7 separate regions of the Mus musculus genome follow, and regions 1, 2, 4, 5, 6 and 7 are each linked to region 3. The links are chromatin contacts, called in public ChIA-PET, Hi-C, HiChIP or PLAC-seq and promoter capture Hi-C maps. All regions are on one chromosome and are shown on one strand. The core of a region is the stretch at or near the end of the contact, and the rest is flanking DNA. Distances in the headings are between cores, read along the strand shown. Region 1 holds the start of Trmo (tRNA methyltransferase O). Region 2 holds the start of Pax5 (paired box 5). Region 3 holds the start of Slc25a51 (solute carrier family 25, member 51). Region 4 overlaps Tmod1 (tropomodulin 1). Region 5 overlaps Ncbp1 (nuclear cap binding protein subunit 1). Region 6 holds the start of Tmod1 (tropomodulin 1). Region 7 holds the start of Xpa (xeroderma pigmentosum, complementation group A).

Region 1 (3,234 bases), core at 398-2,897, 980 kb before region 3:
AAAAAAAAAAAATTGTGTGTTCGTAGCTCTGGCTTACCTCCAACTCGGAGATCTGCCTGCCTCTGTCTCCCCAGTGCTGGGATTATAACATGAGCCATCAGGCCCAGCTTTTAAATGTGTGTGTAGGTGCCTGTGGAGGTCAGAAGAGGCATCAGATCCCCTGGAAGTGGAGTTACCATAAGTTGCGAGCTACTACGTGGGTACTGAGAATCAAACCTGAATCCTCTGGAAACTTGGCTGGTGCTTTGAACTGCTGAGCCATCGCTCCAGCTCCTTTTGCTCCGCTATTTTTAATGACAGATTCCTAGGTCTAGTATCTCCAAGTCTACTTGGTTTTGAGTCTCAGTGGTTGGCAGAGTTGGGAATTAGACGCAGTGAGTGGCAGATCTTGATGGAGGGCAAGCCCCTTTCACTTTTGACTGTCTTATTAACAGCGCCGACTAGTGGCAACTGCAGCTTAGCCCATTTTTACAGCGTGTACGTGTTGCCCAAAGGCACACAAACTTGTTTCTCCAGCTAGACAACAACTCTATCTTCTACAAGAAAAAGGGGGGTAAAAAACTTTTGGAAATTTCATGGACAAAACTGACAGAGGGCACAGTATCAGTTTTAACTTAAGAATTCACAACTTTCTCTCAAAAACCTGTCTCCTAATACTGATTATTTCCTACTAGGGACTTGTTTAGTCAGTGACAACAAACACTTGGAAACAGCTTTTCACGGTTAAGCCTTTAATCCGTGGATTCGCATTTTTTAATATTTTATATTACAGGTAATGTCAGGTGGATTCCCCCCTCTCTTCGAAACCAACAAGATTTTGAAATCCCCAAACATAATCATGTATGCAAAGAGTTTGGGTTAAAGAATCTTTTTTTGGGGGGGAGGGGCGGTTAAAGAATCTTACAAGTGGCTAAAGAGCAGGCAATTGGAGCAGGGAGAGAAAATACGGTTTTTGCTGGCTCTTCATCCTTATTTCGGTTCCAGTGGTTTGGAGCACAAACGTTCTCACTTAATAACTTCTAGCCTAGCTTGCTTGTAACACCTACCATTCTTGATTTTCTTGCCCTTTTCCGACAAATAGTTATTACTTAAAAAGTGGAGGGGAGTGATAAATATAACACGTATGCCCACGTCCAAGGGAAATTTTAAACATTTAACGTCCAGCTCTTGGGCCGCTAGTTGGCTCAGCGAGTAAAGGAACCGGCTAACACGACCTGACTTTGATCCTGGGAGCTACGCGGCCATGAGGAGTATCGGCTCCGGCATTTTGTCATTTGACTTTGACATGCTCCCGCGCACACAATAAATGGAAAAAAAAAAGTCCCAAACTCCAGTTCTTTTGCTATGTGATCATAGATGGACATTCACATCCTTTCCCTTTAAACTCAAGGTTATTTTTGGTCACCGAGGCCGCTTATAATTCAAGGGTATCTTTGCGTGTACATCTTTATCCACATGTCCCACCTTCGGAGGGTATGGTGCAGGCTGTCGCGAGGCCGCCATCGCCGCGTGGTGGGTGAATGATGGGCCTCACGGCGTCCGGGAACCCACCCTCCACGCGGCAGCTCGGCCGCCATTGAGCGCGTTCTCCAAGACCCGGCACCTAGCGACAACTGCGCAGGCGCCAAAGCCTAACGCGCGGAAGCGGAAATCAGCGTTGGGCGCGCGGACGACTCAGCGGCCTGTAACCATGCGCGGCTTGGAGAAGCAGGGCTCGTGTGCTACGGCGGCCCCATGTGGGTGCGTTCAGCCGGCCCTGGAGGCAGGTAACGTTATGGAAAAAGGTGGCGCCGCACCCTAAGCTAGGCGGCCCGCTTCCCTGGCCAGAAGAACGCGAGCCACCTGACGTACATTCTTGTCCTTGCCGCCAAAGTAAGGGTCACGTGTCTCGACGACCACGTGACATGCTAAGGCTAACGGGAGTGACGTATTAGGATCTTGGTACACGGGGTGTGGTCTGGGCTTAGTTTCAGTACAGTAGCTGCGTCGGCCACGTGTGTAGTGTGGTCTTTTTCCGTAGGGGGTTACAGGAAGGTGGGATGTGTGTGACTGATGCCCTCATTTGGTCCAAGTTTCTTCGCCTTTAATCTTTTCCCACCAGTACATGGATGAGGATTTAAAAACAAAACCCCCAAACAAACAAAAACTATACAGTAGTAATTGTAAATATTCTTGGAGAAAACGTCAAAGTTGTCAGAAGCGCACACAATATAGATGGAGAGAGAAAGGCAGTTTATATAGATAATTTACAGGGTGGTGTCAGCTTTTATAGAATTCAAAATGTATTGTTTAGGCTCGAAAGTACATATGATAAGATCTCTTTCTGAAAGGAAGTAAACGATGATAAAGATCAGATTGCAGCTCCTGGAAGCAGTCGACAGAGATGCAAGAAGTGGCACTGAGGTCTTTGGAGTGGCTGGCAGGTGTATTATGCTTTAACTTACATACATACTATATGTGTATGTATGTATATATATATATATATATATATATATATATATATATATATATATATTCTTTTCCCCCCTCTGTATAAGAGTATTTTTGTCTCCACACTCCTACCCTGGAGACAGGATTTTTCTGTGAAGCCCCGGCTGGCCTGTGCTCACTCTGTAGACCAGGCTGTCCTCTTGTTGGTTTAGAGCTTTGAGGTAATGAATTAGAACCTCTAAGAATCTCCACTTTGTGCTGCCCTCTTCTTGTGGCAGGAAGGGTTCTGGGTATACCTGAGCTACACCTAAAGACTTTAAAAAAAAAAAAATTGTGTGTTCGTAGCTCTGGCTTACCTCCAACTCAGGGATCTGCCTGCCTCTGTCTCCCAAGGATTTAAAATAGGTCTAATACATCACAACAGTAAAAAGAGTTTGTATAAGCAAAAAGCAAGGAAACATATTGTGAGAGTTAGTGCTAGATCTTACTGGTTGTGCTAATAAGATATAATAGGATAGATAGGTTTGATGCAAATTAAATAAAATGGAGATCTGGAGTGTCCCTATAAAGAACATAAAAAGAAATAATTATAAATTATAGTTTATACTGCATAATATACAATCAACACATGTATTAATATAATTTATGAATTTTTATGACTATAAGTAAAAATTGAGGTGGGTATGCTGGTGCACAGTTGTGATCCCAGCAGTTAGGGGATGGGGCTAATGCTGGAGGTGTATACGTTTGAGGCTGGCATGAGTTACATAGCAGGACTTTATTTAAACATGATTTTAATAGTTG
Region 2 (3,215 bases), core at 309-2,808, 700 kb after region 3:
GCGAGGCGGAAGGGCGGGAAGCGGGAGCAGAGGCCCGGACGCAGACGACAGTCTAAAGCTCCAGGACCGCCAAAAATCAAACCGCAGATGAGACCCGGACCCACAGGCTGCAGGGAGGGGTGGCACAGGGGACTACGCAGACTACTTGGTGGGGGTGGGGGACTCCCGGGAATCCACAGCCACGTTTCCAATTGTGGCGAAATCTGCTCAGTGAATTTGCGATGTCCGGTGCCCACTGACCCCTCCCCCTATCCTCGAACTCTAGGCTCTCTCCCCTAGGTTGCAGCCCAGCCTCGTGACCACCCCCCTCCAAAAAAAAAAAAATCAAACAAACACTCTCGGAGAGCGATTCACTTTCCGAAACTGCCATTGTCCAGTGGCCCTAGAGCGCTCACCCGCCCTGGAGAACCTTCCCCTGCGACCACCCCCGCAACGGGGCTCTATAGGCTTCTCGCGGCCAAACCCAGCCGCTTGGAATTCAGACTGGGGAGGGAGCAGAGTAGAGGAGGCTTGAGCTCGGACGGCAGGGAGCGAGGTTGGACACCACACCTTTACCTAGTTCCTCTGCAACCGATTTTCTCTCTGGAAAATCAAGTCTGGGAACTCGGGGATGCTACAAGGTCTCTTGGCCCGAGGGCAGTGGGATTCCATTTAGGGGCCTGGGTAAGGTGTCCAGAATTTTTGCCTGTTCTCCGAGCCTGCTAGGATGGTTCTGCTTGGCCCGGGTGCTCCAAAAGCAGAGGACCGGGTTTTATCAGCAGCTTTCCGCTGAACCTCTGGGCTCTGGGGTAAAAAGGGTCGAGTTCTAAAGGGGAGATCTGGGACCTGGTGGCTGAATGGGACCTAGATACTGTAGTGATCTGAAGCTGCCCTGGAAGATGAGCCCAGCAGACCTATGGAGGTTGCAATTGAGTTGGGGGTGGGGTAGTTGGGAACCCCGAGGGCGGGCGCCGCCCTAGGGGTGAATCTGAGGATGCTGGAGCATCCCCTGTGGTTGACAATTGTGCTAGTACAGGGTTCAAAACCACTTGCTTGGCAGAATTGTTCTTTCTTTAAAATAAAAAAATGGGCCTACTGGCCCTCACAAAGCAGAGTTTACATGTAGAGCAAAAGCGCACAGGGCCGCGACCCCCAGACACAGGTTTGGAAGCGGGTACGACCCTGTGACTCAGGTTCTCCTTCCCCTAGGCGCGCGACTAACGCCGGGCCGGGCGCAGTCTGAATCTTTCCTTCCCTGCCCCCAACCCCCTATAAAAGTCCAAGGCGGCACCGAGGCGGCATTGCTGCTCTCTGGGCCTCTTGCACACCTTCGGCCAGGCCTGGTCCGCCCCGTCTGGCACGCTGGGCAGGCCGCAGAGCTGACACCCTTTCCCTGGTTCTTGGCCCGCAGTGCGGGGCGGTGCGCCGGGGGCGCGACGTGTCTGGGGACATCTTGTGATGTTGGCGAGAACAGGACATGATCTCACATGGCGAGAAGCTCTTTAGTTCCTTAATCATTTCACGGTGCCTTCGGACGCTTTTTTTCCACCTAAAACGTTTAGTTTCAGCTCAGTGATCAGCTACCCCAGCTCGGCGGGGGAGCGGAAGGCTTCAATTATTCCGACTTGTGAGCGGGCCCCAGCACCAAAAAAAAGAAAGAAAGAAAGAAAGAAAGAAAGAAAGAAAGAAAGAAAGAAAGAAAGAAAGAAAGAAAGAGGAAAGGAAGAAAGAAAAAGAGGGAGAAAAGAAAATAAAACAAAGAAAGAAAAAAGAAAAGAAAAAAGAAAGAAAAGGAAAAAAGACACCCCAAAAAAAGTGGAAACTTTTCCTCGCTGTCCATTTCATCAAGTCCTGAAATATCGAAATGGATTTAGAGAAAAATTACCCGACTCCTCGGACCATCAGGACAGGTAGGAACACCGCGAAACGGGATTCATCCATGCTTACTCTGGGACACTACCCAGTGCTAGTATCCATGCTAATATCCATGCAAGAAGAAAGGTGTGTGTGTTTGTGTGTGTGTGTGTGTGTGTGTGTGTGTGTGTGTGTAGTTTTCTCAGGAAAAGGCCTGTCCTTCTACAGTGCGTTCACATGGTTTTCACTAGTCCGTCAAGGTGTCTTCAAGGAGGCCTGTTTTCTTTGGTTTTGTTTGATTCTGTTTCTGATACTTGTGTTGGTGTTAATCTGGAGATGTTCAAGTTTGGATCTGTGTGCTCACTTGAGGAGATCAATGTGTGCAGGAGTTTGTGTTACCCCAAATAGGTGTTCAGTTTGAGTTTGTACGCCTGTTGGCATCTTTACTAGCTTGTATCTTGCCTTGAGCATATTAGCATGTGTTTATGAGTTAGTGTTTGTGTGCGTTCTTTTTAAGACTCCAAGATGTGTGTTTGTGTAAATTCTGTGTATATAGTTTGATAAGCATCTCACTCACTGGACATCTACTGCTTAAGAGGTCTGGTCATCTCTATATCCCAAGTGATTTTGGAAGTAAGAAAGAGGTGGTTCTCTGACCCCTCCATTTTTGGATGTCAACAGCTGCCCAATGTGTACATACCAATACATACAAAAGTGCTTGTCTCTAGCACTGGTATAGCTCTGGGGCCTACTAGGGGTATAGTATACAACACATGTGCTGCCAGGCCTAAGTCTTATAATATTGAGAGATAGAATCAAAAGTGATGTGAATTCAGGGCAATTAAGCTCTCACTGTGCAGTGTGCACTGTCTCATTAGTGTAGTGTTGCATTTAGCATTTGTGTACAAGGGTCTCCTACAGCAAGCACAACTTTGGTAGGTAAGAACAGTCTGTGGACTACTGATGACATTTTGACAGTGTACACACACACACACACACACACACACACACACACTCCAATCCCTTGCCTTTAGGCTGTCACCTAGATTAGCCTCTGACATTGTGTGTGTATATATGTCACACTGTATGCTCAGGCTTTGTCCTGTGGGTGCTGCTCCAATGAAGGAGAGCACAAGTGGGTGGGTATGTGAGCCTAGCCTGGTCATTCAGCTGGGGTTACTGTATGTACACAGGCCTTCTTGGCACAGTGCCCCTGTGCCTCCCAGAGGCCCATGCAGTGGGTAGCAGGATATGTTTATGTTTGAGATGTGGCAGGGCAGTAGGCCTCTGTCTATGCTAAGACATAACATGGTATGCCATCCTGTTTTGCTCCTTAGACTCTTGGGCCAACCTGTACACTAACACTCTGAGCAATGGCAGGA
Region 3 (3,459 bases), core at 425-2,924:
AACCCCGGTGGTCATAGGATAGGGAAACTCTGGCGGGGTGTGGGCCTTTTTTCCCTTTTCCCACTTCCCCCGGGCCCCGTTTTTTTGTTCCCACACCTTCTCAAGGGGAAAGCCTCTCATACTTCTGCTTTTGTAGGCTTTGGGTCCATCAGACTCTGACCTCCCTTGGAGGTACCTGCTGCACAGCTGGCACCTCCTCAGGGAGCCATGACTGTACGTGTGGCAGAGGACACTAGCAGTGTGGCCCAACCCAAAATCAGGAACTTATTTTAAGACTTGAGGGTTGGGTGCTGGAGAGGTTGCTTGGTCACTCAGTTAAGAACATACACTGTGCCGGGCCGTTGGTGGCGCACACCTTTAATCTCAGCACTCGGGAGGCAGAGGCAGGTGGATTTCTGAGTTCGAGGCCAGCCTGGTCTACAGAGTGAGTTCCAGGACAGCCAGGGCTATACAGAGAAACTCTGTCTCGAAAATAACCAAACCAAACAAACAAACAAACAAAAAAAGGGGCTGGGGACTTAGCTCAGTGGTAGAGCGCTTGCCTAGCAAGCACAAGGCCCTGGGTTCGGTCCTCAGCTCTGGAAAAAAAAAGAAAAAGAAAAAGAAAAAGAAAAAGAAAAGAACATATACTCTTCTTGAGTCTGGCACCCACATGGGACAGTTCACAGCCTTTAATAATTCCAGGATCAAGAAATCTGAAGCCCTATTCTGGCCTCTCTGGGTACTTATACACATGTGCTAACAGTAGAATAAATCTATTTTCTTTTAAAAAAGAAATGTTTTGTAATTTTTTTTCCTCTTAGGAACTCATTGACTGGATCTCTAGGCAAACTTCCTTAAAGGAGGCTTTGAAATACCAAGATTGACACTCCCGTTTGCTGACGCTAGAAGGCGTGGCCTAGGAGGCGTGGTTTCCGACAGCTTCAGAAACCTGTAAACACTAAGCAGGCTGGGTCACCCACCTGGAACGGTGTGTAATGGTGAGATAATCCCAGTCCTAAGAGGCAAGCTGGTCGCACATTCAGGAGTCTGCTGAAGAGCCTGCCCACGAAGGCTGACTTTGTCCTTTCTGTCCACTGACATTTATCGCCTGTGGTTCTGCAAATCAGAACCATTGTTCAAATGTCACAACATGGAGGAACCCACTCATGGAAGAGACGAATAACTTGCCAAAAGTCACTCAAGGGATGTCACGGCTATAATTCTGACCCGGCTCTCCTAACTCACAGCAGGGTTCTCCTTCCAAGACTCCACAAACTGTGTGTGCATCTAAGGAAAAAGAGGCTAGCTGTATGACCTCATGTACAACTCAGGTGTCCTGTGAAGTGCGGTGACAAAGAGCTCTCCACCAAGCTTTGAGATCGCCTCATCAGAAGCTTTCGCGCCTCCACGCACGCGCTATCTACAGCCCTGGATCTCAACAGACTACACGCTAAATGACGCGCTTGCTGTTTTGTGGAACAACGAGGCCACCGTATAACTTCAGCTTAAGTCAGGGGGGCGGGGAGACTAGCGGCACCCCCACAGCCTGGCAAAAGGTGCGACAAGAGTCAGTACCGGACCGGACGCAGTACAAGGCAGCTATAGCGCTACCCAGACCCTGAGCGAGGCAGGGCCCTGGTCACGTGGCTCGACGACGTCCCGCCCCGCCCCGCCCCGCCCCTGCCTGGGTCGGACCAGTCTGCGCCTGCGCGGGCGCGGGCTCGCTCGCCAGCCGTCCTGCGGGCTTGCGCCCCGGGCCGTGGGTGAGTCCTGGGTGGGGTGCGGTGGGGAGCGGAGGCCGCTGTGCTGCCCTAGCTTCGGGCCAGAGAGAAGGGAGGCTTGAAGCAGGGTCGCGGGCTGCCGAGCTCCAGGTCCTGCGCTCTCCACGCGTCCGGGTCCCGGCAGCTGCGGCCCGGCTCCGGCCGAGGGCCCTGTGGTGCTGCGGCGCGCTCCGGCAGGGAGGCGCCCACAGCTCGGGAGATGCAGGCCCCGGGGGATCGCGGTGGCCCGTGGTTCCCTTTGTCTGCCACCCGCGGGATCGCGGCGGCCCGTGGTATCCGGTGGTGCTGGCCATTCCGCCCAGCGCCTCTCCGTCCTCCCCGAGTGGGCAGATGGAAGCCTGGAGAATGCTCGTTCCGAGGCACCATGTTTCATCACGCAGGAAAGAGTCTAAGGCGGGCGGGTGGGTGGGCGGGCGTCAATTGTTCCCTTCTGTGCGGATTGTTGTAGCTAGCTTAGGTAGAGGATGGCAGCGCCTCGGCCATGTTTACGACTTTTAGCTTAACCTTTGTCTTGGCCCCTACAGGCTGCCCAGCTGGTCCTAGTGCCCACCTTCTGGTTGTCAGTTTTTACCTGTTGTCTATTGAGCAGAATGAATTGTGTGTGGAGTTACCGTACCAAAATGGATCTCCGGCGCCTTTGCTTTGAAAGGATTTGAAGACTCGGATCCAGGGCACATGAGAAACCAGAGTCGTCACCCTTAGCGTTTCTTAGGGCGACATGACACTTCTGACAAGAATTGACTCTAGTCTCCTTTGTCAGATAGAAGCTAAGATAATGGGTTTTTTTGTCACAGCTGTTGCTTTGCATTTGCAGTGGTAAAATCCTGCTGTAACTAGCACTTGAACCCTGCCTGACCCTGGTTTTGTATGCTGACTCAGACCTGCTGACTAGTGGGAATTCACGTCTTTTAAGAATTACAGTCACCCTTTGCCCTGTTTTTGGTCAAAGACCTTTGTACTAAGGTCATATCTGGCTTTTGCATATCCCTGTGGGCTGAAAGTTACATTGAGTATTTAGAATTTACACTGTGCTTACATCACAGAAGTTTGACCCTTATTGGATCAAAGTGGATTTTGCTCCCTTGTGTTAGGTTCGGTGCCTTACAGCAAACTAGAGCAGTCGTAGTAAATACATTTTATAGTAAGTTGCAAAAGATTATCATTTGGAAGTATTTAAATAGGAACCAGTTTATCAGAGTTAAGTTAGTGATCTGAGTGTTGTTATAAAACATGCCATGTTTTAAAGTTTATATATATATATTTGGGGAGGGAGGTTGGGGGGCTCTAATGTGCCAAGGCGCTTGAATGGAGGTCAGAGGACAACTTTCCAGAATTTTTCTCCCACCTCTCGATTGAGCTGATTGGCAGTTAGCTCCTTACTTGATGAGCCTTCTAAACTCTTATCAGAACACTGCACACTGTTTTTCCTTCTTGTTGCTGCATTAAGAAACTTGTTACAGGCTGCAGAGATGGCTCAGCTGTTAAAGCTGTTAAGCTCATAACCCAAAAAAAAAAAAAAAAAAAAGACGCTAGTCACACCACCCTGGTAGGCAGGGTGCAGCTGACAGGAATGCTTTAAGTCTGACATCTGGGAGGTTTGCAAAACATTACATTTTAGCTAAGCATAGTGGTGCACACCTTTAGTCCCAGCACTCTAGGGGGCAGAGGCAGGTGGTTCTCTTGAGTTCAAGGCCAG
Region 4 (3,321 bases), core at 458-2,957, 680 kb before region 3:
GGGCTGAAGAAGGAAGGGCACCACTTGGCAGATCATAGGAAATTTGGGTTCCTGAAAGGAAGGAAAAGTGGGGGCGGGGAGAGCCTGGCTCAAAATCGTCATTACTAGCCTAGTGGCCCTAGGAACACAGCGTGGCTTTCTCTCTGGCTTGTTTTTGTGCCCCCAGGAGCGTTCGATGCAAAGGAAACCCTGATGTCTTCTGTTGCTTCCTTCTTTGTAGGTCTCAGCCGATTGTTAGCACCAAGGAACTTGACTTTTTTTTCTCCTTTCCGCCCCCCCCCCTTTTTTTTTTTTTTGTAGATCTTCCTCAAAACTCGAAAAGGACTATTTTTGAACTCTTAAAAAAGAACATTGAGTTCAGTTTCCTCTCTCTGTCTTGGCAGGGCTCCTTCCGTTTGTGAGTCCACTCAGAATGCAGTGTGATCAGTGTACACACCCTCGGCTTCTCCAGCTGTTGGGGGCTCGCGCCACCCTGGGTGGAGTGGGGGCTGAGAGCTGTGTTCTCACATCCTAGGTACTGGCACTGAAGCTGGCTCTGGCCCGGAACCCGGGAGCTGGCAAACTGTTCCAAGGCGAGGCACATTCCTTGACAGTCTCAGAATCAGAGCATGGGTGCTTAGAGACATGGAAGCCACCAACGACCTGAGGGCAGCCCATTAAGGCCTGGCCCATTGTCTTTGGGAGGTGGGTGCTCCCTGCAAAGGGTGGGAAGGGTGGGTCTCCTTCCCTCATTCCTGTCCTAATGCAAGGGTCTCTAAAACCCAGCTGGGACAAAATCCTTGAGTGAGTCTAGGAGACGTTGCTAATCTCAAGAGTTTGAAGCTGGCTCCCAACGTCCGGTAAGCTAAAGTCATACATAGGCCACAGGTCAAGACCTTTGCATTGCCAGAGTCTGCTCTGCATTGCAGAACTCACATTTCAGAAGTCACATATTTCTGACCTGTCCTACTCTTGGGCCCCTAAAGGCAGAGAATGGAATCCATTAGTCCTAGCAGATGGGTGTTCCATAATGTATATCAACTCAATGAGTTAGTGCGTGGACTGTCAACCATGTACCTCTCTTGTGTGACCTCTTGGTCAGTGCATCGCATGTTCTGTGGCTTCCGACAGGCTCCTGACATCTCCAGGTACTGAGGCTCCTATGTAAGCACCTTCCTGACCTGGATGGAAGCTCTCACTGTGCCGGAATGTCCCACCTGAAGCTTCCTCTCCCCTAACATGCTGTCCCTAGATCACCCTCACTTGTTTGACTTTGTCTTCCATGTCTATTTCCTGTGACCCTATCATTTAATCCAAGCGCCTCTCTTGCCCTCTTCCTGTCCCACTCACAGTGGCACTCTTACTCACTCATTCCATGTCTCACTGGCCTGTGTAGCGCTGCTCCGTGAGGACAGAGTGGTTTCCTCAGCACCTTAATTTTGTTTTCATGAGCACCAAGTCCACAGCTGGGTACACAGTGGGTAGGAAAGCTGGGTAACTGGGACCGTATGTGAGGGACCTAGTGAAGACTTGGTTCGTGGAAACATCTTATGGAGAGAACATGGAGACCAGAGGCAGCCTGCAGACCCCTCACCTCTCTCTCTGGGCTTTAGAGTCTATCTATCCCTTCCTGGGCAAACTGTCGCCTTCTGGTGGGCTGACCACACCAATGCCTCTGTCGATCCAGGACAGCTTGCTTCCAACTGCCTGGTTCTGCTTTTTTACCCAAGGCCAAAAGCCTGGCATCATCTCAGCCCCTTGACTCTCTCCCAGCACTAGGGACAGCTGGTGTCTTGGTGTAAAATGGGGACAATAATAGAATTTACTTCATAGGATTTGTCACGGTCAACAAATCCAGTGCTATGGTAGAGAGCTGCTTACACAGCACCTGGGACACATTTGTCACTTAGCAAATGTTCCACTGCCACCTTGTAATGGCTGAAGCGGAATGATAGGCACTGAAGGACAGTCAGTTAACTCGGGTGGACACACAGCCTCCCGATCCTTCCCCGCCATCGCAGGGGCCTGGGATCTTAGACAGATCCTAACAGTCTGCCAAGAACAACAAGGAAAATGTTTTCAAGAGTGGCTGCAGACGCTCAGCTCAGCTGAGGGCTGCTCTGCTGTGGCTCATGCTGGGGCAGGAGCCTGCTCTGACAGTGGTCATTTACTAATCCCGCATGCCCTAATGAGGATAATGTTGTTATGCAGGGACTCGGAGGAGGCCCCAGATAAATACAGCTCCTGGAGAGTAAATAGAGACTGGCAGGGCAAGGTATCTACTCTCTCAGTTGCACAGATTAACCAGAAGTCAAGGGACATGATGGGGAAGGTAGGTGGTTGAAGTATAACAGGCACACTGAAGGATCTGGTATGGCTCTGTTGGCATCTTCCATGACCCACTGAGCCTTGTGAGGCAAACCTGGCTTCTGAGAGGCATGGCTGGGTTCCTGTTGTGACCAGTTGTCCCTTCACTGCTGCTTAAGAGTGACAACCATTCTCTGGATCCTGCCACCTTTGTCCTTCACAGTTTCTTTCTGTTGAGGAAAGGGCTGTCTGGACTAAGAGGCTACCTGCCTGCTCTGTCTGATCTCTCCTCGGGTCCCTGTGACCTGGCTTTCACTGCCACCACCCACGATCACCCGTCCACAGTTTAAATCACTGCCCAGCAGCGCTGCTCACAGAGGAAAGCCCCTCCTCCCACCTCCATGCCACCGAGAGCCACGCATAGCACCCCGAGAGGCTGGCAGACTGGGTGCAGCTTTGTCTGGCCTGGGCTTCAGCTCTGCGGTCTCGGGCAGCCTGAAACCCTTTCTGCCTTCTTGGCTCTCTTACAGTCAGTCTGCCTGGCTTCTCACAGTCCTTTGTTCCTTTGCCCACATGTGACTGGCTGATGGGCCCCATGCTAGGCCTGCCTCACTCCATTCCTGAACCCAGACTCTGCTTGCCTTGTGTTCTTCCTGAGGCCTGGCCTCTCTGACCATGTCCAGGTGAGACCTCCTATAGAAAGCTAGGCTATCATGCATGGCTACTTCCATCTGGGTGGCCCATGGAAACTCAGATGGTATGGGTCCCAAACGGAAAACAGTATTTCCTCCACTGCCTCCTCCTTTACTGAAGACACAGAACCCACTGGGTCTCTGGGGCCAACCTGCCTTTCTCCCTACAGTATACCACTCCCAGCTCACCTCTGTCATCCCTCCCCTCTCCTATGCCACTGGTCTGCAGTAATTCCCACATACCACCCACTTACTGAGCCAGGGCACAGTGAGGGCAGAGGCAGGTAGGGTGACAGCTACAGCCTGTAGTGAACCTCAGAGAGATTGGGGTGCAGGGTGCGTG
Region 5 (3,437 bases), core at 774-3,273, 740 kb before region 3:
AAGACTGGGTGTGGTGGGGAATGTTTGTAATCGGCAGAGGCAGAGGCAGAGAGGCAGAGGCAGAGGCAAGGTCACAAGTTAAAGACCATCCTCAAGTGCAATAGCAAACACAATGCTATGAGGGACCCTTTCTCAGGGGAAAAGCTGAAACAGGCAGCACAATGGTTCACGAGTACTGTCTCAGAATTCAAGAGGCCAAGGCAGGAGGATAGTCACAATGAAGACGGACTGGGCTGCAGAGAGACATACACTAAACGTTGACTAAACATGGTGCCCGGGAGATGGCTCAGTGGAAGCACCCCCAGACCAGGTGGCATGTACCTCTATCCCCAGCATTGTGGGAACCTCAAGATAGGGAGATTTGTAGGGCTTAGGAGCCATTCAGTGTAGCTACAATGGTGGGCTCCAGGTTCTTTGAAAGACCTTGCCAACCCATCCCGCAAAGGCGAAGAGCAATGACTGGCAGCTGGAGCCAACCTCTGGCTACCCCAAGCACACAACACACCCCTACCCTACAGCTAAAACTGAGCCCTCACTAGAAGAGTCATTGTTCAAGGTATCTTACATGTGATAATAATTTAACCTGCCTAGAGATACAAGGACAAGGCAAAAGAAGGAAATTACTCCCATGTGGGCCCAGGTAGTATTTGCATGAAAATGCTAGCTAACTTGACTCTCAACTTAACCCTCTAGACTGTTAAAACAATGAGATATAAGTTTGCTGAATTAAAACACTAAATTGATTTCCAATCTTCTTATGTTACAAAAACAAAAACAAAAACCTGAAGTTTCAAAGGTAATTTCAGAGCTGGGCAAAGTGGTACAAGTCTGTAATCCCAGCTCCTGAAAGGCTGAGATCCGAGAATTTGTAAACTCAAAGCCAATCTGGATTCCAGAGAAAGAACCCTGTCTCAAAATATTAGTCAAAGGAAACGAAGTCACAAGTGCAGCTTCAGGCCAGGCTTTCCCTGGAGGTGTCCGGCACTCACGTACTTCTGGGTCGTCTGTGTAGTCAAACATCCTGAAGATGACCCTGGGCATCGGGTACACGGAGTCCTCTGTGTGGGGCGGCGGTGTGAAAGGAGGCAGGTTGTGCTGCAGAGCTTCACAGAGGATGCTGTCAAAGGCAAGGTAGGGTCTTAGGATGTGCCTCTCCTGCCACCGGTCTTTTTTCAATTTCTGAATCTGGGCCCACAGGCAATCTAAATACTAAAAAGAGATTTTAATGTTTAATAGATACATTTTGGCTAAACAATACAGAAAAGCCTACCATCTAATGCACAGCAAAGTGAACTAGTTTAGTATTTCATACAGTAGTAAGGAATGGTATTAAGTTTCTGTTTTTATTTAAAATCTTAAATTACATTAATGTGCACACACTTGCTACAGAGTCACATGTAGGTCAGAGGACAGCTCCTGTCAGGTGTTGCTCTCCCTTTGTAGTCCCCAGCTCTATCTCAGGCCACCCTCAACCTACTGAGCAGACTCACTCTCCTGTAGCCCCCAGCTCTCTCTCGGGCCGTCCTCAACTACTGAGCAGGCCCACTGTCCTTTCTACTGAAGCAGTTTGTTTTCAGAAGCACACCTGGAGTTGTTACTTGAGTATTTCGATATAAAACTTGTCAAGTCTTTGGAAATTGGTATTCTAAAAAGCAAGGGGCTGTTTCAATTACATTCTAACATCTACTAACTAGCCCCTCTATGCTTCAGACTCTGAGGAAATGAACTCCTTGCTCAAGTATTTAGAAACCCAGCTAAGACGTACAAGTACAACAGGCTGAACATTGTCTGAGGTTGTAGTTTTACTCATTTGTGCAGCACACAATCCACAGAGCACATACGAGCTCAGAGGAAAACCTTTAGGAATCAGGTTCCTTCTTCCACAGTGTGGGTCCTGGGAACCCAGTGCCGGGCCAGGTTGGCGGCAGCACCTTGACCCACCGAGCCATGTCACTGACTCAGTTTAAGCACGTTACAGAGGTAAGAATCTACTCAAGAACTAGGTTTACATTACAAGATGGAAATCAGTTCACCTCTTCCTGTGGATGTGGTTTGTCGGCAGTCCAGACTTGTAACATGGGCACGTGAGTCTTCTGGCGTCTTCTAAAGATAAAAGGAAAGTCTACACTTAGGATTTAAAACGTAAAAGCCATTCAATGGTTCTCGTGATTGACTAAAACAATGAAAAACATTTCTGTCCATCAGATCAGCAGATTAACATTTTTGATAATGGCTTACAGATCATCAGGATATAGGTATTTCTGTATCTCAAACACTGATGGCAAATCTGACGATGTCTGTCAAAATCTCAACTGTTCTGAATGTTTACCCAACAATGTCATTTCCATGAATTCATATCCCCATAAATACAGCTGCAAATATATGTGCACACATATACACAAGAATATTCCCATCTTGTTTATCGTACCAGGAACCTGCACAGAATAAATATCCACATAGTGTGGACTAATAAAGAGAAATTATGTCCTATTTCAAAAAAATAATAATAATACTGTTAATAAACCCAATCAGATGGAACCATGTGCTTTTATATAACTGCAAAGAAAAAAGCATGGAAATAAGTGCATATGCATGCAAGTAAGTGTTCACACACTGTGTTACTGACATCTGTGTAAGATCAGCATGTGTCTCCACAGTCACATTTACATGCACACAGATATGTAAAAAAAGTCTTTAGATGTCATGTTCATTTGCACCAAACAAAGCAATGTTAACGGTATTCAAAGAAGTATGACAGAAGTCGGTCTATGGAAGCCGAAGGAGCTCAGGGCCATTCACTGTCTAATGACATAATTGGTGTGAACTAACTAGGGACGCTCACTAATAAGGCCCATTGTTTGATTGGACCTAATAAAATAAAGCTTGTTTTTCACACTGGCCTGGGGAAGGGCTTGGCTTAGAATTAACATGTATGAAATAAAACTGTGCCAGGGCAGTGCTCCTATTCAGAACACATCAGTAACATGTCTGAACTTCTGCCAGTCAACTCAGTAGCCTAGCAGAGGGGTAACTTTGAGCCACAGGTGACTCTGAGCTTACGAACACTAGAACTCTAGCTAGAGGAGCTGTTATACTGCAGTGTTCTATCATGACCATATGAAAACAGCTTAAAAGACTCGTTACCAACTTGTCGCTCTAACAAAGTACTGAGGTCTTAGTGAGTTATGGCAGCAGGAGAATGAAATTAAATGAACATTTTCTATAACCTGATGGTTCTGTTTTGTTTTTTAAAAGTGGAAATGAAGTGGTGTTATTGCCAACAGAGAACTTAAGGCATTTATTGCATCAACAGGACATCTTCATGCAAACAAGGAAGCACGGGCGAGCGAGGCCTTACTTGAGATAGCTTTCAGTGGTGGAGAAGATTCGGTCCATTTCTGCATCTTTTTTTTCATACAACTCCTTTCCAACCCAGG
Region 6 (3,459 bases), core at 909-3,408, 630 kb before region 3:
GGGCACCAGCTTGGTCTCCAGCCAATCCTAGTTTTTAATGCTCGGCTGTGCTGCAACCAAGTCCCCAATGCCTACCCTGGATTCTGACGGAGTCTCCACACTTCTCAGCATTCTATCCCTGTGTAGTAACTGTGCCCACCTCTCCACTAGGCTCTTGGAAGGCTGCAGCCCCCTCTACCCTCACCCCCCCACACACACACACACCTGGACTCCTGGGGTCCTCATCCCAGATCTGGTGCCCCAGATCTCCCCTGCACTTCCTTTTTCTCCAGCTAGAGGGCTTCCCAGAAGACTTCCAGCCCTGCCTCTTCTGCACTCCAGCGCCACTAAAGACCATCCTGTCCACTAAGGTCATTTCTCAAGGTCACACTGAGTGGGTAACAGAGCCGGGGCTGGAGCTAGGGGCCTGAACTCCTGGCCATTCCCTTTATTGCTTAGAGCTGACACCACCTAGTCCCTGTGTTCTGTAGTTAAGCTGCAGCCAAGAGCCCTGCCCAAGAAGGGAGAGAAGGTGTGAGACTCTGATAAGGTGGGCTGGGCTATTTTTAGAGGGCTCTAACTTCCCACTTAGGATGCGAGGCACCCAAGAGCCAGTGGCTGTCTAAACCGTGGACTGCAAGGCTAGCTCATTAGAGAGCAGATGCCAGAGTGACAGGCGCCCTGTCTTCACTCTGCCTGTTTGTTGTGAGGTTTGAAGTCGGTGAGAATCTTCCTATTGGGTGATTCCCCTTTCACTCATTTATCTGTGAAGCCCGGAGATAGCTTTAGAGAAAACGGAGCGATCTTCAGGATCTATTACTAGACTCTCCACACTATTACTCCAGCCTGGGAAAGTCCCAGACATTAGCAGATCACAAAAGAGGGGTGCAGAGTCCCCAAACCTGCCAGGAAAGGTCGGTAGAGACAGGAAAGGCAAGCAGACTGCAGTGGGGGTTGGCATGACCTTGAGCAAAGGGTTCTGAAGCCCTTACAGGGGCAACAGTGGGACCCAGGGTGAAAGATAAACCCTGTGGGAGGGAGCCCCCACTAAGAAAGAACCCAGAATCTGGGTTTAGAGTCTGGCTCTGCCAGGTCTTCGGAATCTCATGGGGAAAGCTGAGAGAGGTAACTAAACAGAGAGCTGGGGAGGTTCCGGGTTAAGGGAGTTATCACAGGTGCCACACAGGGAACTGAATTGCCTGAGCCTGCCCAGTTCATTTGGTCACTTGTTTTGCCGAGGTGCTGCTAGCAACTCAGCCTAGAGATGCTCCCAAACACCCCAGGCACACTTCCCAGGCTATTCCGAGGGCCACAGTGGGTCCTAGGCCAGGATTTGAGTTCCAAGAGCCACCAAAGTCTCTGACTTTTGCAGCTGTGTCCTCAGCATCCTTACCCTGCCTGAAACTGCAGAACAGGTGCAGGGGAGTGTAGGCAGTTCAGAGCACGCCCTGGCCACTCTCGTGGCCCCGGGTACCATCTCTTTGAAGGACCCTAACTTCACCTTACAAACAGGAAAACGAGATCCAGAAAAGAAAGGAGGGTTGCCTAGGCCGCCCCTCAAACTGGAGACAACCAGTGGCCTCCTGCCTCTACCTGGTTGCGCGCAGCGAGGCAAGCGCAGCTGGTGCTTTAAACCTCAGCTAGTTCCAGCAGTTTGGGAAACTTTTCAGGCGCCGGCCAGATCGGTGCTCAGAGGACTCAGCGTCCCCCGAGCGTGTATCCCCTTCCTCCCCAGACTCCCAGGAGGGCTCGTGACCAGCTCACAACGTGCCAATGCCCAAGGCACCCCGGGCGGCTCCCAAGGTCCCCGGGAGACCAGGTCTAGTGCCCCGGGCGCCCTGACTAGGGTTGGGCGCATCAGGCTGCAGGGACGCTTAGCGCCAGCGACCCGATCATCAGGCTGGGGAACCGGACCCCGATCCCCGAAGGCCACCCGAGGCGGCGGCTATTTATAGAGGGAACCGTGCTCAGTCCCTTCTCAGCGGCTGCGACAGCTGAATATTTTGCCCAGATATGGCTGCGCCCCGGCGCGGCGGCAGGGAGCCCCGCGAGGCCGAGGGGGACCTAGGGATGGCGGGCGGGGGGTCTTACCGGGATGCGGGGTGGCGCGAGCGCGGGCGGCGGCAATGAGCGGAACGCGGGGCTTGGCGAGTTCCCTGGCGGCCGCGGGTGGGAAGCCGGGGGCGGGCCCTGTTCTGCTGTCACCGCGCCCCGCCCCAACCCGCCGCCCTCCCCGCCCTCCTGCTCTACCAGGGGCGACAGGGTGCTGCGCGGTCCCCGGCCTGGGAGCAACACTCGCTATTAGGATCTAGGGCCACCCCAGCCCCGGAGGCAGGGGAATGTGTGGTTCCCTGCCTTGTTCTCGGTTTCTCCAACTTGATTTTATGCTACGTTGGAGGTATCTGGACAAAGTCGCGCAGATCTTTACTCTCGTCTAGAATGTTCCAGTAAAGTCAGCACAGCTACACCTAGCTTCCTTTGAAGAGGCAACCTGTCCCCTCGGCCAGGACTGGCACGGGCCCAGGGCTTAATAACCATCTGTGGACGTGCAATTCCAACGCAGAATTGAACGCCTTCTCCCTACACAGCATTGAGACTGGAGCGTCCGAAATCACCACTTAAAATAATCGGAATGAAAGTTCCTCCTTCTTAAAAGGCTAATGTGTTCTCTCCAGAACAAACCACTTAAACCCAAACCGAAGCCTTTAAGTGTTTCAATAAACAAACGGCTCCTACCAACGAATCCAAACAGGCACAGGGAACATCTCCGTTGGATTATCCTACCGTATTTTTTGGTGAGGGAAATCTTAATTCCTAGATGCCTAAGGAGAAACGCTGAAAAGTATTTTCCTAATGCATTACTGTATTATAAAACCCTCGCCCTATTAAGAATGTCCTTTTCAAGGGAGAAGTGGGGTGTATTTTTAAACAAAGCAGGGACTTACTATTCCCAAGGACTTATTTTTAAGCGTTTTGTTGTGGGTGTAAATACTTTCAGGGCACATATTAGTGTGTAGCTTTCTGAATTTTATAGTAAGAACACCTGTGCAAGCCAACCAACAGCCTGACCCCGCTCCCCAGTCACCCACCTCTCCCTTCTAAGACACTGTTTTGTGGACCCTTCCAGAAGTCTTGCCCTTATTGTCAGGTTGGTGCCTCTTGCTCGCTGCTGAGGCTAATTTGTGACGCACCATTCTTTCCTACTGTTCAATTTATAGGTTTCATCCCCAGCGAATTTACCATATGAACATAATATGGTATTTCCATATGAATGCATCCTATTTTAAAAGTGTACTTTGCTAGTAGTGGAAATTCAGAATATTAGTGTGGCTCAGATTATTCTTTCTCATGGTCTGCAGGAAGCTGAGTTGGAGAGTTGAGTCTCTAGGAGAGATGAGCAGAGGATTAATGCTACTTGCAAGTGGTTCCCACTTAAGTTAAACCACTTCGGTTTAACAAGAATTGCTACATTGTAGCTAC
Region 7 (3,688 bases), core at 88-2,587, 790 kb before region 3:
AGGCGCCAGCTCACAGTTCAGACCTGGTTACCTGAAACTCTATCACAAAAAGTCCCTGAGCCAAAGGAGAGGGAGTTAACCTGGAAAGGAAGAACAAGTTGCCAAGAGTTTCAAAACACTGGGGCTCAGGACGCACCTGAGCCACACCCTGCAACCTGTCAGATTCGGTGCTTTGTGGGGGAGAGGATTCTGAGCACTGGCCACTCTCAGAGGTTATTTTGGGGGAGATCCTGTTACCTCATTCCCTCAGCCACCAAGCCAGAAATGTGCAGAGACTGTGGTGGTCATCACAGGTGCTGCCACTTAAGGTTTGGTGCTACCCAGGGGTGGGGTGGAGGTGGGGTTCTTTATAATTCTGGTGCTCAGATTCCCTGCTCTGGCCAGAAAATACATCCACAGAGTTGCACAATCATCAAGAGTGTCTAGTTCTAGAATTCTCATCACCTCAGGAGGCAGCCTCATACCTACAGAGGAGCATCTCCTCCTGGTTACTCCTTAGCTGCAAACTCTAGGAACCTCTGGACTGCTTTCTGTTATGGCGGGCTTGCTTATTCTGTGAGTTTCACATAAACATATGCATTTGTGAATGGCTTTTTCCTCTTAGAGTAACATTTTCAAAGTTCAGTCATGTCGTAGCATGGACCAGCGCTTCATTTTTCTCATGTTTGAAGAAAAATAGTTCATTGTATGGTAATACTATGCATTGTTTAGCCATTCAAAAGTTGATGGACATTTGGGTAGATTCCAGCTTTTGGTTTTCGGGAGCAGCTATGCTATGAACAAGCCCCCTGGCACATCGGTCCAAAACACGGGGAGTAACAATGTGCATTTCTTTTCCAAAGCCATCTTTGGAAAGATGGCTCACACAGGAGGAGTCACTGCCACATCACGTTTCCCCCACTGGATGAAAACAAGGGTTTCATTTGTGTATAGAATGGCCAGTCTGTTGTCATGGGGCTGTCTGGCTCTCCATGTGGCTATGGCTTTGGCTCTCTACCCATGGCCCGCAGCTGGGTTTGGAGCTCATACCACGTCCCACTTTTCTCTGTTGCCTTCCTGTTTTCTCATGCTTTTTAGCTGTCACACAGCCATTCTTTCCCAATGCTCTTTTCCATGTTCTCTTTACTTTTGGAGACAGGGTCTCATGTAGCTCAGGCTGGTCTGGAACACAGGGATGACTTTAAAGTCCTGATTCTCCCCCATCGCTTAGTCCGGATTGTTTGTCAACAAGTGCACTATCATCTCTTCCGCCACCACTCCTCGGCTGCGCAGGCGTACTGCCTCGCCCTTCATAGGCTTTTCCACCAGGACTCCTCGACTGCGCATGCGTAGCTCTTCTCCTTGCCTGGTGATGGAGTAGGGCCGGGTACTTGTGGCTCCGCTGTTCACCAACAATACGCGTTCCCTTCCTACGGAGTGTGTAGGCGATGGCGACGGCCGAGGAAAAGCAGACGTCACCTGAGCCCGTGGCCGCGGACGAGCCCGCGCAGCTGCCGGCCGCCGTACGCGCGAGCGTGGAGCGGAAGCGACAGCGGGCACTGATGCTGCGCCAGGCTCGGCTGGCTGCGCGGCCCTACCCCGCGGCGGCGGCCACCGGAGGTGGGGTCCCCTCCACGGGCGCGCGTAGGGCCTCCCTCCCGCGGGTTTGTGACCGCATCCCGGGCCTTCCCGCTGCGCCTTGGCCGCCCGCTCTGGCTCGGTGTGCGGGAACAGCCGAGCACGCCCGCGTCTCTGTGGTCCCTGGCCTTCCCTGTCGTGCCCTTTGCCCGGCACGTCTATGGTGCAGAGCTTTCAGCCTGCGCCGTCTCCCAGGCCAGCACCCAGCAGAACTGACCCTGACCCAGTCTTTTACATGGGCCGCGCCTTCCAGGGCTCAAAGTAGAATAACACTCGCAGAGCCTAGCACTTGGGAGTTACTCTATTGTATTCTTATGGACACCTTGGAAAATGGAAAGGGCAGGGCTTGGTAACCCTGTTTTACTGAGTGGCATGTTGCCCTGGGTTCATTTTGGCTATACTTGGCATTTTAGGGTAGCCCCTGTCTTGCTGTTTTCCGGTTTTAATGTCCGTTGTGCTTTAGGCTGCTGGTATTGCTCTTTGGAGTAATTCACCCGAGTTATTTCTACAAAAGTAATTTACTTCTTTTCAATCCCTCTTTCACAACTCCACTATATATATATATATGTGTGTGTGTGTGTGTGTGTGTGTGTGTGTGTGTGTATGTATATACATATATACATATACACACATATGTATGTATATATTTATATATATATACACACACATATGTGTGTGTGTGTTAAGTACTTGTTTTGGCAGCAGGTATAAATAATAATGCGTATATTTTATGGCTGTTTGTACCTTTAGACTTGCCATTGAATTTGATTTGTTGCTCTTGACCAGCAGAGCTGGCTTGTAACTAACTAGCTTAGATTTGAATCTTTCAAAATAAATCGAAAGCCCTTACTTACCATTTTGTAAAGTAAAAAGTACTTTTCATTATCTTTGTTGGTTATAGTGCAGATCTTGTAAGTCCGAAATTGCACCCTCAGTTTCTCATTATTTGTAGGCGGATGGACACTGTTGGATAAATGGCTTACCAATGTCCATCTACCTGCTGGCAACGTCTAGAGTCATGAGAGTTTCTACAACGTCAGACAGCCTGGCAAGTGCAGAGACAGTATAGTTCAGTTCCACACGAGAAGTCCAGAGCACTAGGAAAGCTAGAAGTAGCCGAAGTAGTAGCCTGATTGCTGGGCCTGTGACCAGAGCTGCTGGGGAGGCTGAGACAGGAGGATCTTGAGTTCAAGAACTGCCAGGGCTAGAGTTCCAGGTCGGCCTGAGCAAGTTAGGGAGGCCTGGACTCTGAAAACTAGGAGAGCCATGGATGTTTCTCAGTAGTCAAGTGCTTGCCTGGTGTGCTCAAGACCCTGGGTTGGAAAAAGAAAAATAGCCGAAGTTAGGCAGGGTCGGTCAGTCTACCTGGTAAGTGTTGTTGCCCTTGGAAGCAAGTGAGTTCCGTATCTCGTTTGAACGCCCTGCCCCTCATTTCACTCACCAGCCTGGGGAGAAAGGGCTTTCTCCTTCAGAGGTTTATACCCTGGTGTGAGTTTTAACCCTTGGGCTTTGGCAGTTTTCCCTTCCGTTTGCCGTTTTCTGTTTGTCACAGGGAATCACTTCTGCTCCTTGCTTCTGCGGCTAGGTCCTCAGGGCGCTTCTTAAAGACACTTCCCAGCTAGGCTTATCCTGTTTGCTCACTTTCAGGTCTAGTTATTCTAATCCTCTTAAAGTGTTTTTTTTTTTTTTTTTTTTTTTTTTTTGACAAGTGTCTAGTATAGAATCCTCGGAGTAAATACTAGTTATCACCACAATCCTTTCTGCTAGAGGCTGTTGTCCCCCTGTCCTCCCAAGCCTTGTGTAGAAAGGAATTGCCAAAGCAGGGTTGGAACCGGCTTAAGGTTCTCCTTTGGCTGCTATCTAGAAACTTGGGATTTGGTGTGTTTCCACTCTTCCGACCTGGCGGTTTACTGTAGCTATATAGTAGGTAGAATGTGATGTGTGCTGTACACCTGGGTAGCTCTCCGGAAGTCGGGCATTTGGGGCTGGAGGATGGGGAAGGAAGCTCCCATATTGGAACTCCTTTAGGTCTGCACTTGCCTGGTGTGTCCTTTGACTTGACTTTTCATTT

Evidence for each region. Promoter capture Hi-C pulls out the DNA fragments that hold promoters and counts their contacts. A called contact is a pair of places that touch in the nucleus more often than the background predicts. ChIA-PET counts read pairs in DNA pulled down with a chosen protein or histone mark. HiChIP or PLAC-seq counts read pairs in DNA pulled down with a chosen protein or histone mark.
Region 1: a Hi-C map of uterus shows a contact between it and region 3, with 3 times the contacts expected there. The contact joins the promoter of Trmo here to the promoter of Slc25a51 in region 3. A contact is called at or near these places in 3 of 484 Hi-C or Micro-C datasets (CD4 T cells, CD8 T cells and uterus) and 2 of 115 datasets of contacts at active chromatin or transcription factors (cardiomyocytes and embryonic stem cells).
Region 2: a contact with region 3 is called in a promoter capture Hi-C map of pre-B cells, with 5 times the contacts expected there. The contact joins the promoter of Pax5 here to the promoter of Slc25a51 in region 3. A contact is called at or near these places in 5 of 39 promoter capture datasets (the C10 cell line, hippocampal neurons, pre-B cells and 1 more) and 1 of 115 datasets of contacts at active chromatin or transcription factors (the 230-238 cell line).
Region 4: an H3K4me3 HiChIP or PLAC-seq map of bone marrow-derived macrophages shows a contact between it and region 3, with 2.7 times the contacts expected there. The contact joins the enhancer-like site here to the promoter of Slc25a51 in region 3. A contact is called at or near these places in 6 of 39 promoter capture datasets (the 3T3-L1 cell line, 3T3-L1-derived adipocytes, embryonic stem cells and 3 more), 1 of 484 Hi-C or Micro-C datasets (cortical neurons), 8 of 115 datasets of contacts at active chromatin or transcription factors (T-cell acute lymphoblastic leukemia, astrocytes, bone marrow-derived macrophages and 4 more) and 1 of 9 other capture datasets (embryonic stem cells).
Region 5: an RNA polymerase II ChIA-PET map of memory CD8 T cells shows a contact between it and region 3, with 14 read pairs. The contact joins the enhancer-like site here to the promoter of Slc25a51 in region 3. A contact is called at or near these places in 13 of 39 promoter capture datasets (the 3T3-L1 cell line, 3T3-L1-derived adipocytes, the C10 cell line and 8 more), 5 of 484 Hi-C or Micro-C datasets (CD8 T cells, cortical neurons, forebrain and 1 more), 7 of 115 datasets of contacts at active chromatin or transcription factors (T-cell acute lymphoblastic leukemia, bone marrow-derived dendritic cells, embryonic hindbrain and 4 more) and 1 of 9 other capture datasets (pancreatic islet).
Region 6: a contact with region 3 is called in a promoter capture Hi-C map of second pharyngeal arch cranial neural crest. The contact joins the promoter of Tmod1 here to the promoter of Slc25a51 in region 3. A contact is called at or near these places in 8 of 39 promoter capture datasets (the 3T3-L1 cell line, cranial neural crest, embryonic stem cells and 5 more), 6 of 484 Hi-C or Micro-C datasets (adipose-derived mesenchymal stem cells, cardiomyocytes, cerebral cortex and 3 more) and 6 of 115 datasets of contacts at active chromatin or transcription factors (embryonic forebrain, embryonic limb bud, embryonic midbrain and 3 more).
Region 7: a contact with region 3 is called in a promoter capture Hi-C map of pre-B cells, with 4 times the contacts expected there. The contact joins the promoter of Xpa here to the promoter of Slc25a51 in region 3. A contact is called at or near these places in 9 of 39 promoter capture datasets (the 3T3-L1 cell line, 3T3-L1-derived adipocytes, erythroid cells and 4 more), 4 of 484 Hi-C or Micro-C datasets (CD4 T cells, CD8 T cells and uterus) and 8 of 115 datasets of contacts at active chromatin or transcription factors (bone marrow-derived macrophages, embryonic forebrain, embryonic hindbrain and 5 more).

What each region holds. Positions count from the first base shown.
Region 1 is chr4:46,387,850-46,391,083 of GRCm38.p6, reverse strand. Trmo (tRNA methyltransferase O) reads left to right here and starts at 1,647. Exons shown (of 5, transcript NM_001347095.1): 1 at 1,647-1,766. The coding sequence starts at 1,691.
Region 2 is chr4:44,709,037-44,712,251 of GRCm38.p6, reverse strand. It overlaps Pax5 (paired box 5), which reads left to right and starts at 1,558. Exons shown (of 10, transcript NM_008782.3): 1 at 1,558-1,889. The coding sequence starts at 1,844. RefSeq lists a promoter at 1-1,326.
Region 3 is chr4:45,406,981-45,410,439 of GRCm38.p6, reverse strand. Slc25a51 (solute carrier family 25, member 51) reads left to right here and starts at 1,674. Exons shown (of 3, transcript NM_001009949.3): 1 at 1,674-1,745. Gm46852 (a long non-coding RNA gene) reads right to left here and starts at 1,050. Exons shown (of 3, transcript XR_001784277.2): 1 at 963-1,050.
Region 4 is chr4:46,084,052-46,087,372 of GRCm38.p6, reverse strand. All of the region lies in intron 4 of Tmod1 (tropomodulin 1), which reads right to left. Among named protein-coding and RNA genes, the nearest start is that of Gm52729, 8.7 kb to the right of the region's middle. Within about 2 kb of position 1,707, at least 56 of the 459 cell types and tissues checked have an H3K27ac peak or open chromatin away from gene starts, as enhancers often do. A contact at or near this core is called in bone marrow-derived macrophages, where this site is marked.
Region 5 is chr4:46,150,682-46,154,118 of GRCm38.p6, reverse strand. It overlaps Ncbp1 (nuclear cap binding protein subunit 1), which reads right to left. Exons shown (of 23, transcript NM_001033201.3): 6 at 3,359-3,437; 7 at 2,034-2,103; 8 at 994-1,209. Among named protein-coding and RNA genes, the nearest start is that of Ncbp1, 14 kb to the right of the region's middle. Within about 2 kb of position 2,023, at least 21 of the 459 cell types and tissues checked have an H3K27ac peak or open chromatin away from gene starts, as enhancers often do. A contact at or near this core is called in CD8 T cells and memory CD8 T cells, where this site is marked.
Region 6 is chr4:46,037,921-46,041,379 of GRCm38.p6, reverse strand. Tmod1 (tropomodulin 1) reads right to left here and starts at 2,158. Exons shown (of 10, transcript NM_021883.2): 1 at 2,071-2,158.
Region 7 is chr4:46,193,960-46,197,647 of GRCm38.p6, reverse strand. It overlaps Xpa (xeroderma pigmentosum, complementation group A), which reads left to right and starts at 1,337. Exons shown (of 6, transcript NM_011728.2): 1 at 1,337-1,599. The coding sequence starts at 1,428.